Regions from separate parts of the Triticum aestivum genome. Here region 1 is linked to region 2. A link is a contact called in public Hi-C data. All regions are on one chromosome and are shown on one strand. Each heading gives the region's core, a stretch centred on a gene start, on an enhancer-like site or on the middle of the called end of the contact. The rest is flanking DNA. Distances are from core to core; before and after follow the strand shown.

Region 1 (4,165 bases), core at 1,352-3,851, 380 kb before region 2:
TGAAAAATCCCAATACAAAGTTGTGGATATGATGTATTTCTTATTTCATTATCTCGTTTGATGCGCTATGATATTGCATCATAATATGGTACTAGAATCTCCTCTTTGATCCTTTATTACAATGTCACCTCATCTTTTTCTTAGATCTAAGCCCAGTTCCCTATACAATTACTCGCTCCATTCCAGTGAACAAGGCGCACAACATCTGAAAATTCAACTTTGACCATAAATTAGACAAACCACATGTGGATTATATGTGATAAAGAGTATACTGTTGAATTCATATTGAAAAGAAGTTTTTAATAGTATATTTTTTAAGTCACAAAAATATACATTATTAATCTAATTTATGGTCAAAGTTAAATTTTGGGAAGCATGACACCTTATTCATTGGAATGGAGGGAGTACATTCTCCAATTCCAATTCCTCGGAAATGTAATAACAAGCCAGATGTCCTGGCCATCAACGATTTGCATCTAGTACTAATTTTCCGCTAAAGGGAATCAGAACACCCAAGTAGCATGAAACATCATTCTTACTACATGCAATAATGGTCCAAACATAGCAACTGTTGACTATTCAGCAGGCTCGTAATTAACTTGCTATAACTCTGTCCAGTTTAGACATGCTTGAAGTGGCGCCCTAGCTATTTCAAGCAATCTTGAGAAGGAATAAGTCCCTTACTTTGTATATTTCCTTTTTCCATATAGCTATGTATATACCCACGATTCTGTTGAACTTGGTCCGTGGCACTATGTACCATTTGATTTACCTCTATCGCTTTAATTAGCTAGTTGTTGTAATTCACAACATGATTATGAAGGCCGTAGTGACGAACAAGTAACATAACTACCCATTATTGAAACTGTCTACTGCGCGCATACATTCTGAGCTTCCTTATATAACTACCCATTCTTCAAATGTACTGGGTGCACACATTCTGAACTTCCTTAACTATATATATATATATATATATATATATATATATATAAATCTCTACCGCCAACGAAATAATGCCAAAGCTGGCGTTTGCATCGTAGTTATAGCTGAACGCTCAGCATGATCAAGACACCTTATCTCGCGCGCACACATACAACACTTCTGTACAAATGAAAAGCAAAAGTACACATTGCATCTATTCACTAAGAAAATTAAAGATAAAACTAACCACAGTAGACACCAACTCATTGCCAACTCATACATGCATGAATATTGATGAACGTCCTTTCAGTTTAATTTAGTATTTTGATCCCTGAATTTACATCCTAACTGTAGCAGCATTTGCTCTCTTGTTCTTGCATGCAGTTTATGGATGCTAGAAAGACAATTTACCTTGCTGTTTGTGTCTTATCTAACTTGTTTCCTGAGCCTGTTTAAAAACTTTTACTTTGTTGTAACTAGTGAGACCGACGCGCAAAGAGGGGGGGGAGGGGGGGGGGGGATTATTGTAGTAAAGAGGTAAACTACTGAAAACCAATATAACTAATGAACCAGTAGGAAACAGCAGCAGCTTTACATGACGAAGAATTGTTTATCTAAGGTCTACAAGGCTTACCTTAAGCTCCGAGTTGGGGTTTGCAACAAGTTGCTGCTCCTCCTTGGCTCGGCCATATCGATCTATCACTGACTTCATGCTGCAAGAATTTGATCGAACAACACACCAATAAGGACCCACAAAAAAAAACACATACACACCAATAAGAACAGACTCTTATGTGATTTACAAACAATTACTGTACTCATGTGATGTTTGAGGTGAACATGTTTCCCACATAATACCAGAAAACCCTAGATCTATATTACTTCATTTTGACGAGGAGATACGTATTCTCTTCATTTGAGTGTGTAGCTAGGATCAAGCTTAGAAATGCATGGAGAACAGTAATACATAAAGATGCTAGATAGAGGGTAAATAGAATAAAGAAAAGATGTGCAATTTTTTAAGCTGATCCTAAAAGGAAACAATTTGCCATAGTATTCTTCTTACTCAAGGCCGCTGTACGCATATGTTGTAGCTGTACTCTTGATGGTTGGTGGCCTTTGCAGATAAGCACAAACATATTTTCGAAAAGTTTTCTCAAAAATTTAAATAAGCTTTCAAAGGTGAAATCACAGGCACCAGAAGCTAATCAACAAAACAAGCATCTAGTTTTCATGATCAAAGTAGCGCGTATTTCTACTAAAATGGGAAAGCAAACTGAAGCAATGGAATCCATTGACCTGGAGCTGGCGTACTCATAGAGGCGGCCGGTGCTGGAGAAGATGACGAGACCGACCTCGGCATCGCAGAGAATACCCAGCTCCTTGGCCTTCTTGAAGATCCCGTTCCTCCGCTTCGAGAACGTCACCTGCCGGCTCGTGGAGTTGTCGATCCGCCGGATCACTATCTTGCCGCGCCCCATCTTCAACTACCTCCCACACGCAGAGGACAAGCTAAGCTACCCGGTGCAGAGCAAGAGGGCGATGGAAATAGATAAGCTGGGTGGATCTAGCTGCCGGAGCTCTGGAAGGAGAAAGTTCCCAGGTTTCCCAGATAGGCTGATTGGAGGGGGTGAGAGGAAGAGGAAGGGGGAGAGGAGTCTTCTGCTGGTGCCTCTGCAACTTGTCTTTCCTTTAGTTGCTCAACTTCCTTAAATTAGCAAAGAAATGGAAGGGGAAAGATACCCCCCGATTGGCTAGGATCGTAAGATAGGTTAGTTTATTGTAAATGTTAAACAACTGATGATAATTATGGGGGCATGGGCCATCTTGGAAAGGATGCCCAAATTGGTTGCACGCAAGAAAGGTAAAGCAAGGCATTGTACAGTAGTAGATATAAACTTTTATTTAAATACCTTGGATGCCATTTAGGGACAAGTCAAGATATGAGGCTGTCTGTAAAGAGACGCCACCTTGATTTCTTTAGTGGGGTGGAGAAAAGAGAACGAAGCGGGAGAATGCGGCTACATGTAACTCTACAAATGGTCTACGACACTAATAATTTAGATTAGTTTCGTGACACTAGTCTATGTTATTAATATGTGATGCAGGTAACAATGTAGGTATCATAGGCTGGCTATTACATTAGTATTTTTTTTAACCTTTTCCTTTTCTCTTCTTCACATTTATTGTATTGTTATGGTGTTGTCGTGCATGTGGACTTTGCCTGGTGGCTTTATTTATAAAGTCGAGCGTATGCCTTTTCTCTAAAAGTACACGTATAGCTGGACTCTTGCATGAGAGCCCACACTCCTATTACTTTTTTATACCTCTCTTCTCCACATAGTCAAATCGTCATGTAAGCGAGTTATAAGCATGCTATTGTACCTACTTTTATGTTACTCGCGCTATGGCTAACCTAAGATTGTGTGGCATGCAAACAATATATTTAATTTTGTATATTGCATCGCGCAAATAGTAATGGTGGATATATGGGAAACTGCGCTTGGCTCCCGATATCATCGAGTCCGATTTTTGAAAAAAATAAAAAATCTGTTTTTTTGGGGTTTCAAAAAGTTCTGGAAAAAAATATACACATATCTATGGATGCATACTGTACTTGTTTTGTAAAGTTTCATGGTTAAATACATTCTCAGGCGAGCTCCACAGAAATGATAAATGTGTTCCTAGCACATGTACACTACAAAAGACCATGCACACAAGGCATTTTAGCAATTCAAGCAACATGCAGAAAATTATGGCTACTCATCATAAGTAAATGAATAATATAACGTAAGAGACCATTTTATTATATGAGTGAAAATAATAATATTTTTGGTGTATCGACTATTGCTTAAAAGGAAAGTTTAGTCCCTTAAGTCAACTAGTTTGAACAAAAATTGCACAGAAAGATTACATGTTGAAACTAAAAAGCAAACAATATCAAAATTAATTGCAGGAAAGCAAAATTTTATAAAATTATTTTATGAATATTACAAAAAAATCTAAACAAAGAGAAAGGAAAATGGATTCACATAGCTTTATTAGTGAATTTGTATTCTTTCCCTAGTTTTTCATGCCCCTAGTTATTATTAGTTTCTTTTAACATTTGTTGTGACTAAGCTGGCACGAGAGCGAAACTCGACCTCTATCTATTGAAATTTCTAACTATGGGGTATATTTTGTACCCATCCTGTAATAATAGAGAAAATTCAAACGGTCGCCTAGGGCCGTATCCCCATTTGGC
Region 2 (4,331 bases), core at 943-3,442:
GTGCAGGGAAGTTGTGGCAGCGGTCTTTAGGGTTGGTAGTCACGTGTGTATAGCGAAGAGCCAGTTTAGCATGTGGAGGGTGGAGGCAAACATGCATCAGCATCCGATCTTTCCCGATCGTAGCCTATCATGGGAACTAAGGGCGTGTTCGGAAGCCCTCCCACTTCTCAACTCCTCAACTCCACGTGAGGAGTGCAGCCGAACGATTCAAATCCTGGTTATGAGCGAGAAAAGCTGGCGAAACTTGCAGTGCAATTTTCGCGGAGTCGCGGAGCTGGCAAACTCGAGCTCCTCCAAAACAGCGAAGCAGGAGTTGCCAAGAATTACAAGTGAGTGTCACCGCCAAGTGAGTTATCAGTTCGTTCGTTTGTAGCAAATATTACAAGTATGTGTCACCGCCAAGGCAGTTACCGGTTCGTTCTTTCGCCAGAGCAGGCTTCCCACGCCTAGATGGGCTGTCACACCTAGTTGGGCCCTCCCGAGCTGCTATTTCTCATAGCTAGGTGGCTGGCGGCCTGTTTCAACGACCAGAACAAGGAGCTACTCTACCGAACGATTTGTAACTCCGGGATTTTAACTGAGAAGCTGGCTGCCGGTTTTGGGCTATGGAGTCAAGGATTTTGAGGCTGTGGAGAGCTACCGAACACGCCCTAAATAGGCCGACACTTACAATCACCCTTCATACTTCCTCAGGTTGCAAGCATGGAGCCATAGAGGCGTTGCCTAGCAAATTGGTGATTGCAAGCCCCGCTTGAGTTGGCCGGCCGACCAACACGAGTTGCTAACTCGCCCGGGTCCTCCCCATATTCACTTCTTCGGTTGACTAGTTGATCGTTGACTTTTCTAAAAAAACACAAAATTGAACAAAAAATGGTTGATTTGAAAAAACTTCATCATTTTTGACAAAAGTTCACACATTTGAATTTTTTGTGGCATTTAAAAACTGCTCTTGATTTTTTGAGAAAAGTTCAGAAATTTGAAAATAAATCATGGATTTGAATTTTTGGTCACAATTTGTGAAACATTTGATAAATTTGAAAATTGTTCAAGGTTTCCAAAAAAAGTAAATAAATTTGAGAAAAAAAGAAAAAACTCGTCCCAAACAAACTACTCCCTCCGTCCCATAATATAGGAGCGTTTTTTACACTAGTGTAGTATCAAAAACGATCTTATATTATGGGACGGAGGGAGTAGAAACGTAAGAAAAGAAAAAACAAAATGACCAGAAATTTCCAGAAACTTCCTAAAACCGGAAGCTATGCTTTCTGATGGGCCATCCCATTTCAAGTCGCTAGTCTAGGATGCGTTAACTGGTTCTACCGTTAAGCCTATAAATAGCACCGGAAACTGTCAAATTGGAGTTGACATGAGCCAACACCCATCTCTTCGCGGCCCGGTTCCACGTGGGCGCGTGACAGACAACGACGGCCCAACAACCCAAGTAAATGTGCTCGTGTGTGTTCGTAGTGTAGCCCAAGTAATCTTAAATATTTTCTCAAAAAAGTAAATTTTAATATTTTTAAATCCATGAATATCTTGTAAACATTTTTTAAGATTGATTAGTATTTTTAAAATCTATTAACGGTTTTCGAACCATGATATTTTCAAAAAAATATCTTTTAATTCGTGGGTATTTTTAATTTCGTGAATTTTATTAATTTATCTACTACCCCTATAAAAGAAAGAGAGGGCGAAGAACCAAATCATCCTATCCATCCAAACCTACAATCTGATGGTCTACATCGCTTCAAAACACCAAACACGTTTTATGCTTTAATTACCCATCATGCCATTATGTTTAATTAATTATCCACCATGCCATTACCTTAATCCTCTCCTCTTTCATCACGCAGGAACAAAACCAAAACCGCTGCCCATGCCTCACCGCCAGCCACACCCCGCGCCTCGCCCCACCTCTTTCCCTACAACCTCGCCGCCATCTAATCACGTCTACACGGTTCAGATTAGCTACTAAAACACGATTAGACAAAAACACTGTACGCCCCCACGCGAGCGCACACGCCATCTCAGCCCAAAACCCGGGTGCCGCCCCTCCCGTCGTAACCGCTCGCCATCTCCCCCGACACCCGACACCCGTCCGCTGCCGCCCCCGCCCGCGCGCTGGCCCGTCCGCTGCCGCCCCCGCCCGCCCGCTGGCTGCTCCTCCCGCCCGTCCGCCGCCGCACGCTCCTTCCCCCGACCCGCCGGAGTCTGCCGCCCGCTCGCCCGGCCGCGCAAGCTCCTGCCCCCGATCCGCCGGCCGCCGCCGCCCTGCCCCCGATCCGCCGGCTGCCGCCGCCCGCCTCACTGCCGGAGACCGCCCGCCTCGCTGCCGTAGATCCCCCCGTGGTCGTACCGCCCTCTGCCGGACACCCCCACCGCCCGCGGCCGTCGCCCCCCATCCGCTGCCCCTACCCTGCGGAGGAGGATCAGGTGACCCATAAGCTGTACACATAAGTTAATTTTTAAAGCACTGTTTTTCTTTTCTCATATACAAATAGTTTTGTATGCAACTTCTGTACAGCTACAAACAGAATATGGCTGACAGATATTTATAGATAATATATAAACAACATATGATCCTGCCCTTAGGTGTAAGCTCTACCTGATGAACACATTGCACATATGATCCCACAAAATCTGTACTTTAGTCATCATATTAGCATAGAAGTGATCAAGCAAACTGACACCTCTTTGTTACAAAGAAGTATGCAGACAAACACATCAACCTTTGCCGGTCCCAACATCTTCCATATGCAGCTTCCTGTCAGAGCAAACTGATCCCTGACACCTAGAAGACATGTGTAATTATGACTGCCTCATGCACATAGCAAAAATGTTTCAGACTCTGTCTTCTTTTGTTTTATAGTCGTTTAAAATTTGTCACGCTGCTCCTCTAGGTGGTCTTCTTTAGTTTGATGTACTCTTCGCTTCTGTCGCTGAAGAAGTGAAGGGGATGGAGGAAGAAAACTGAGATATTGGCTGTGGGGTTGTGGATTTGTGTTCTCTGACTCAATATCCCCTTGTATTCCTCATGCACTCACGAAACACCTTGCCCTGAAATTTCAAAAGTGGAAATCGAGTGGCGGATCAACATCGGAAGGAACCCAAACTAACCTTTTCAACGGTGATTTCATATTTGTCCTTCCAACTCTGATTTAGTAGTCTTTTCGTGCTGTAAATTGCAGGTTTGGCAAGAAACTTCGGCTTAATTTTTTTAATAGTGATCTTAGTAGTATTTTCATGCTGAAGATTTCAGATTTGATAAGATACTTTGACTTAATATTTTCTATGGTTGTATTCCAGAGAAATATTGAGGTGTGAAGTTAGTATACGAGATGAAGAATATCCACATCATCTGTATTGGTAGTGTGCCATTCTGATTTTTGTTCCTGTCGGATTTGCAGATAGGTGCAGCGGGAGTGATGTTAGTAGTCTTTTCATGCTGTAAATTGCAGTTTTGTCAATACACTTCGTCTAAATTTTTTTAATAGCGATCTTAGTAGTATTTTCATGCTGAAAATTTCAGATTTGATAAGATACTTCGACTTAAAATTTTCTTTGGTTGTATTTCAGAGAAGTAGTGAGGTGTGAAGTTAGTATACGAGATATAGGTGCTCCACACCATGTGTATTGTTGCGTAAACCTTCTCTGATCACTTGAAGGTACACCCCACAGCCAATATCTACGATTTTTTGTCATGTTTTAATTCTCTGAATCTGTTCATAGATCATGTACGCTGTTATTTTTCCTAGAGTGGTAACCTATATGTACTATTTTCAATGGTGATTTGATATTTGGCTTTCCATCTGACCTTGCAATTTGTTTACAAACAATAAAGTTCTTCAGAAATCCCTTGATTCTTTGTCATTTCTCAAACATTTGTGTTTTCAGATGGGGAAGAAAAATCCAAATGCACGTCGGTTTGCCTCAAGCGAACGTGCCCCGTCACTGGATGTAACAAACTCACCTCTAAATGCAAATGCAGAGAGTAGTTCTGCTGCTCGACAGAAAGGTAACCAATCATGGTACACCAGATTGTCTGATGAAAAGAAAGCAGAGCTCCTCGAGAAGCGTCGTGTCGCCTGGCGTGAGAAGAAGACTGCAGCCGTACAAAGTGTAAACCATGCCCGGGTATCACAAGAACATGCTTCTTCTGTGGGGTCTGAGCAATTTGTCCCTTTGAGCAACATCACCAACACACATATAGATGGTATGTGCTCCCATTTTGTGTCCTAATGCATTGATGCATGTACATATCTGAATCTCCTCCTACATGACAGTTGCAGTATGTACGGCGGCAAGCTCCGCGGGTACTGCTCATCTTCACC

The links. A called contact is a pair of places that touch in the nucleus more often than the background predicts.
Region 1: a contact with region 2 is called in a Hi-C map of leaf, with 3 times the contacts expected there. The contact joins the promoter of LOC100136966 here to the promoter of LOC123189442 in region 2. A contact is called at or near these places in 4 of 5 Hi-C or Micro-C datasets (leaf, root and an unstated tissue).

The regions. Positions count from the first base shown.
Region 1 is chr2A:563,843,565-563,847,729 of IWGSC CS RefSeq v2.1, reverse strand. LOC100136966 (MADS-box transcription factor 27) reads right to left here and starts at 2,601. Exons shown (of 8, transcript XM_044601863.1): 1 at 2,221-2,601; 2 at 1,556-1,634. The coding sequence starts at 2,402.
Region 2 is chr2A:563,465,863-563,470,193 of IWGSC CS RefSeq v2.1, reverse strand. LOC123189442 reads left to right here and starts at 2,192. Exons shown (of 6, transcript XR_006495850.1): 1 at 2,192-2,433; 2 at 2,706-2,804; 3 at 2,901-3,665; 4 at 3,895-4,213; 5 at 4,284-4,331.